Regions from separate parts of the Mus musculus genome. Here region 1 is linked to region 2. Evidence: chromatin contacts called from public promoter capture Hi-C data. All regions are on one chromosome and are shown on one strand. Each heading gives the region's core, a stretch centred on a gene start, on an enhancer-like site or on the middle of the called end of the contact. The rest is flanking DNA. Distances are from core to core; before and after follow the strand shown.

What was found. Promoter capture Hi-C pulls out the DNA fragments that hold promoters and counts their contacts.
Region 1: a promoter capture Hi-C map of embryonic stem cells shows a contact between it and region 2, with 5 times the contacts expected there. The contact joins the enhancer-like site here to the promoter of Igfbp3 in region 2. A contact is called at or near these places in 10 of 39 promoter capture datasets (the 3T3-L1 cell line, the C10 cell line, the HPC-7 cell line and 4 more), 1 of 15 datasets of contacts at CTCF or cohesin (stem cell-derived epiblast-like cells), 4 of 484 Hi-C or Micro-C datasets (embryonic fibroblasts, embryonic stem cells and uterus) and 3 of 115 datasets of contacts at active chromatin or transcription factors (embryonic stem cells, kidney and stem cell-derived neural progenitor cells).

Annotation. Positions count from the first base shown.
Region 1 is chr11:7,749,076-7,752,140 of GRCm38.p6, reverse strand. No RefSeq gene overlaps it. Among named protein-coding and RNA genes, the nearest start is that of n-TDgtc10, 120 kb to the left of the region's middle. Within about 2 kb of position 1,695, at least 8 of the 459 cell types and tissues checked have an H3K27ac peak or open chromatin away from gene starts, as enhancers often do. A contact at or near this core is called in embryonic stem cells and stem cell-derived epiblast-like cells, where this site is marked.
Region 2 is chr11:7,212,190-7,215,644 of GRCm38.p6, reverse strand. It overlaps Igfbp3 (insulin-like growth factor binding protein 3), which reads left to right and starts at 1,722. Exons shown (of 5, transcript NM_008343.2): 1 at 1,722-2,260. The coding sequence starts at 1,855.

The sequences.
Region 1 (3,065 bases), core at 446-2,945, 540 kb before region 2:
ATTTTTTGGATTCATTACCCAACTCCCAGTTAATTTGAAGTTGTAAACAAATTTACTTATTTTAATGTATGAACATCTAAAGTCACAGGTAGCATTTTTTTCTTGATATTTTTCATTCTTAGAACTAATTTATTTGTTGATTCTTTTAATCACTTTATTAGTTTACATTTCAAATGATATTCCCCTTCCCAGTTACTCCTCCACCAGCCTCCCATCCCATCCCCCCTTCCCACTCCCCTATGCCTCTATGAGGGTGCTCTTCCACCCATACATCTACTCCCTCCTTACCTCTCTAGTATCCCTCTATACTCTATACATCAAGCCTCCCTCCCCTCCCATTTTTGCCAGATAAGGCATCCTCTGCTACATATGTATCTGGAGTCCTGGCTCCCTCCACTTGTATTCTGTGTGGGGGTTTGGTGTCTGCAAATGGGATGGATCCCTAGGTGGGGCAGTCTCTGGATGGCCTATCCTTCAGTCTCTGTTCCATATTTTGTCCCTATCTTTCCTTTGGACAGGGACCTTTCTGGGTTTTTGCTATGCACACTCCAGTGAAGTCTGCTTGGCAGGCCGAGAGGCCTGGAAGCACTCACGAGGCAAAGAGTTTCAAGGAAACTCAACCTCCTGGAACCAGGCATTCTCATAACCTGTATACTCATACACTATCCCCGAGTTAGTCTGGTGTATGGATCCACGTGCTCTCTTTTAGTATTGTTTTATTATAAGTGTCTTTAAAGATTGAATTCTGACATGGCTAAGCCTTTGCCAGTGTTCCAACATCCTAGAAAATCCCTCAAGCTGACAAACTTGGAATTCAGTTGGAATTCAGTAAGAAGGTTACCTATTCAGTAACATTCAAATTTACTTCTAGTAGAGACAGTGAAACTAATTAGGCATTACAAAGAATGGAGCTAAAATAGCACAGGGCTAGTCTGCAGAGTGATTACTTAGGACAGTAGCCAGTCTCACCCAAACAAGGGAATACACAATGGTCTAGCTAATAGGTGGGTTTACCATGTAACAGTTAGGGAATCCCACTGAGACAGGAATCTTCACTACAGCCAGGTATTGCAGGCTATATTGCATATTAGAAGCAAGTTGGTGAATTCTTCTGACAAATGGAGATTCTCCACAGATACTTAAAAGAACAGCCAAGTTACACTCATACAAGAATTTATCAAGGCCTAGAAAATAGGGGTTTGTGGTGTTACATTATTCATGAGAAGGTCTGCTAGAGCAGAACCCACTGGTGCTAGCTTTCACAAGGCCCAAAGGAGCAGCACAAAGTGTGACTAGGGTGTGAAATCCTTACCTGTCATTAGCTGACCCTAGGCAGGGCTGTTTTATCTTTACTGTAAATATTACCTGGTTCCTGTAAGTCCTTCTGAAGTCATTCCTTTGTTTTGTGTCAGGTAACTTCAATGTACTTTGCCTGCTGTGACATCCTACCCCTATGTTTTCTGTATTATATAAGACTGGTGTTCACTTTGTGACAATACATTCAGATACTACACAACTTCTTGTGTTGATGTTTGTCTGTCATTCACCAACTCCTTGTCCACCTGTAACCAGAGACCCGTTCTACTCAGACAGCAACCAAAAAGGGTCTGTGGCAACATTTAAAGTCACTCTACCTTCCACAATCCCAGATATTCAGGAGGTTGAGACAGGAGCATTATAGGTTGGGCTACATGCTTGGGCTAAAAAGTGAGTTCAAGGTCACCTCGGGCAACTCAGTGGAATGCTATCTCAAATAAAGTATAAAGGGCTGGGATCTCAGAATAAATGTTTGCCTAATTTGCTTGAGGTGCTCTAGGTTTAGTCCTCAAATTGCTATAAGAAAGAAAGGGGGAGGGAGAGGGAGAGTGAAGGAGGGAGGAAGGAAAGAAAGGAAGGAAGGAAGGAAAAGAGAGCGAGAGAAAGAAGGAAAAATAGAAAGAGAAAGAAAGAGAGAGAGAAAGAGAAAGAAAGGAAGAAAGAAAGAGAAAGAGAGAGAAATGAAGAAAGAGAGAGAGAGAGAGAGAGAGAGAGAGAGAGAAAGAAAAAAAGAAAGAAAGAAAGGAAGAAAGAAAGAAAGAAAGAAAGAAAGGAGGGAAGGAGGGAAGGGAGAAAAGAGAGAAGGAAAGGGAAAAAGAAAAAGAGATGTTAAAAAGTTCAGTTTTCATTTCTGTCGGTCTTAAGACATTGAGGAAAAGGAAACCATTTGTTTTCATGAAAATCTCTGATGGATTGATTAATTTAAGCTTAACCTTGTGAATTTACAACTTAAAAATTAATATTTTAAAAAGAAAAGACAATTTCAATGCACTGATGATAAAATATTACAAAATACTGTAATTAGATGACACTGACATTATTCATAGAAATAAAACTAAGAATGTGTCATGGGTAATGTTTTCAATAGTCAATAATGATTAAAGACTGATGAACACAATATGCATAGACAAGGTAATAGCTCCATAGACAACCGTTCACCATAGCTAATTTCACAAATTAATGAAAGTACAAATCATGGAAATATTTATTATTTGTATAAATTCTCAATTGGTTCTGAAATTTACAAGTAAAAATACAGATCTAAATCCATAAAGCCAAATTTTAAAAAGAAATCATCAAGGAATATTAATTGTCAATAAATACTATAAAACCCTCTCAGTGAGCAGCATTAAATTCTTGTTGGATCAGAGAGTCTAATTATGAAAAGAACATGGGTACATATTCATGAACTTGTGGTGACAGTTTTCGCATCACAAACAAGCCATCAAAGAATAAATCAGAGAAAGCAGTATACAATGTAGGTAAGTATGTAGGAAGAAAGATACCAGCCTGCTATATACAATGTGTACATTTGAATTCTATATTAACTTGACTCTTACTTGATGATGATGATAAATGACTTAGATACAAACATTCACACCTACATATTTAGGTATTCATACACAAACACAAATATGTATCTGTATGTCGAGAATGAATTAGTGTTTTAATCTGGTTTTACTTTGCATCATTTGTTTACTAATTAGGCAGATCATTGCTTGAATTTTAAATGCCAAGTGGGTCTCAGA
Region 2 (3,455 bases), core at 473-2,972:
TCTAGAATCACTTTTGATACTAAACCTTGTTCTAATTTTGGAGTCAAGGTCTCTGTGGTTATTTAAAGAACAAGTGTAACCCTAGGGGATTTTTTTCTTTCAATTTTCCAATGAAGTCAGAGGCCCTGTTCTTCAGCGTTAGTACATAGGGAAAAAAGAAGGAACAACTGGGACACTTTCTGGTAGACTGTGTTAACTCTAGCCACGACCTAAACTCTATGAGGAAGGAATAATGCAAAAACTGGGGGTGCTGTGTCTTGGCAGCTCTGGCCTTCACGGGTCTCATATTTTTTTCTTTGTAAAGGTCCAAAATTTTATCATTCTTATTTATAGTATCAAATAAGGGAGAACTAAATTTTACTAAAATTAAGACATAATTTTTTTAAAGGGGATATAAATTTGTAGAGAGAGCCACAGATACAGGGAGATGTAAAGACACACGGGTGGATGAATGTCCACTTCACCAGATAAGATATACATGATAGACGGAGGGATATGTGGGGGAAGTCGTCTTAATTTGCTTCCTGCATAAAATTGCACAGATCTCCCCAAAGACAATCTCCCCAGCCTATGGTAAACAACTCAAGAGTATCCAGGAAAGTCTCCTTCCAAGTCGGTCTCTCAAGTTCCCACCACTCATCCACGAATTGTTTTAAATAAATAAATAAACCGCGAAGTCTGTCGATTCAATTCTGGACCACCAGCGTCCTCTGTTGGTCACCTATAGGAGGAGCGTGCAGACTTTGGAGAGACTCGTACAAAAGAACTCAATAGCTGCGCTATTGCGCCTGGATTTCAAGTCAGAATGAACGGATTAGCAAGAACTCCAGTCTGCACTGGAGCACATCAGAAGTTGGTATAGGGGTCCAACGATGACTAAAACTCGTTGTGAACAGTATTCATTTTAAGGGCTGCTTGGCTACTAATCATGCATGCTTCAGTGTCTCAGTAGTTATTTTAACGCAGATGCGTCCGCTAAAAAGATTCTCCCAAACAAGAACTAGAGGAACTTCTCATCTTTAAAAAGAAAAAAACTGTCCTCACTCCTATCTGGGAAAGTGCAACGACGTATTTGAGTATTTTGAGTCCCTACCTCCTTGAAAAGCAAATCCTTTGCGCCCATAGCTGTCAGCGTGAGGTTGTGCGGTGCTGAGACTCTGGGAGCTAAAGTGGCCCGTGGTGCAGATTTAAACCTCGAGCTCTAAGGTTCTCCAGACCTCAAAGTGATCTGCGCGTTCTCGCTGGGAAATGCCTAATACAGCATACCCTACACGAGGAATTCCATTGCGGGAACTTTACAAAGTACACAGGCGCTGAATGGGTCCGGGCCAGCTTCCCAAACATAAACCATCCCTGGAAAGGCCAGCTTAGCCAGCCATCCAGGGGGAGGGGCTATAGGGTCCGGGACGCCAAATTGGCTGGGAGTCATTGAAGGAAGAGAAGACCAGAGTCCCTGGAGTGGCTGGGACTCTAGAGACGCAAGGTGGCCTGGAGCGCCTGTGGTTACCCGTGAAGAGGTGGCCCTGATACAGGGCGTGCGCACAGAGAGCAGGTGCCCGGTGAAGACGCGCGCAGCGCGCCCCCGTCCTCGTTCCCGCTTCGTCGGGAGGCGCGGGCCCCGGAGCGGAGCCTGCGCCGGCCCACCCCCCACCCTCGCCGTTCCGGGGCGTGTCCTCCGCCACCCCGGCTTCTATATATCGGCCTGCGCGCCCGGGCTGCCCAGATGCGAGCTTAGAGCGGCGACTGGGCGCTGAGGACCTGCTTGCTCGCTGCTCCCATCCCGCCGCCTCATCCCGCCGCCTCATCCCGCGTGCTCCACTCCGCTCCCCTCCACCGAGCCGTCCACCCGGCGCCATGCATCCCGCGCGCCCCGCGCTCTGGGCGGCTGCGCTCACTGCCCTCACTCTGCTCCGCGGACCGCCGGTGGCGCGAGCTGGCGCGGGCGCGGTGGGCGCGGGCCCCGTGGTGCGCTGCGAACCGTGCGACGCGCGTGCGCTGTCCCAGTGCGCGCCTCCGCCCACCGCGCCCGCGTGCACGGAGCTGGTGCGAGAGCCCGGCTGCGGCTGCTGCCTGACTTGCGCGCTGCGCGAAGGCGACGCGTGCGGCGTCTACACGGAGCGCTGTGGCACCGGCCTCCGCTGCCAGCCGCGGCCCGCGGAGCAGTACCCGCTGAGGGCGCTGCTGAATGGCCGCGGGTTCTGCGCCAACGCCAGCGCTGCAGGCAGCCTAAGCACCTACCTCCCCTCCCAACCTGCTCCAGGTAAGCTGTCCCTGCCACGTGCGCCACGCGCAACTCCCTGGGACCCGACGAGGGTGGCAGGGAGTGTATCTTCAGATGTTTGTCTTGGCTCATATTGAAGGTTGGAAAATGGACCCTGGGAGGCGGAGTGAGGCACTGAACCCATTTTTCCTCTTGCTTGGTTCTCAAAGTACAGCTTTTCTTATAAGTTGCAAAATGCGCTCTGTGAAAATAGGTAGAATTCAGTGCCAGGACGAGCGGGTAGCAAGGGAGACTGCCAGTGGACAGATCCCAGTCACTGGAGAGTCTCCTCGCTGAGCGGGGATACCCAGGTTTAGGTCTGTGTAACCCAGCTGTTGACCTGGGTTTTCATTCCTCATAAATTGGGAAGGAGCGCGTCTATCCCAGGGAAGCTTGAGTGTAGGAATCCCGGGTTGGATCCGGACCATGAAGGTATTTGCAGGCAGCCACGCTGTTGGAAACAGTACCTGTCTTGAAACATCCTATCATTTGCACGGGCTAATTGGCAACGCAGGATTGTGTCCCAATTTATCCAAAAACTAACGAGATGAAATTAAGAGCACTGGTGTCTTTGAAACTGTGAAACCTAAAGTTCAAAACTGCTCAGTGTCACCAGGAGCTGCAAAAAGGTTTGAGCCCGGTTCGGGCCCCATAGGCGCCATCCTATGCTCTGCAGCAGCGCCTTCCAGATTCAGAGACTGCATTTGGTGCAGAGGATGCAGACTCAGGCCGGTTCCCTGCCAAAGCAGAGACTAGAAATGCGAAGTACGACCCAGGAATGTTACTCTTTCTAATTCGACCTAGGTGCAGCAGCAGCAGCAGTGGGGACAGCGACAGCGCCAATGAGAAAAATGCAAACGTTTAACAGTTACCTCTCCTGCTGCAAGCCCTACCAAGCAGGCAGTCACTCTAAGGGCATCCTTCGTTCCTTTAAGGAAAAAACAAAACAAAACAGAAACATTTAAATGGATTTGGCAGCTGTTGCTCTAAATGGCCAGCATTCTTAGCTGTTGCTCTAAATGGCCAGCATTCCTAGCCAGTCTCGCTTAGTTATGTGAGTCAAGTTCTTGCCCTGAACATCTGAAGGCTAGAATTCTCCGGTTTCCCACACCAGGCTGGCAGATGGTGCAGATCGAGCCCCCAGGACCAGGGCTAGCTGGGTAGAGAGTCTCTTTATGATTTCTGTGGCTGCTGA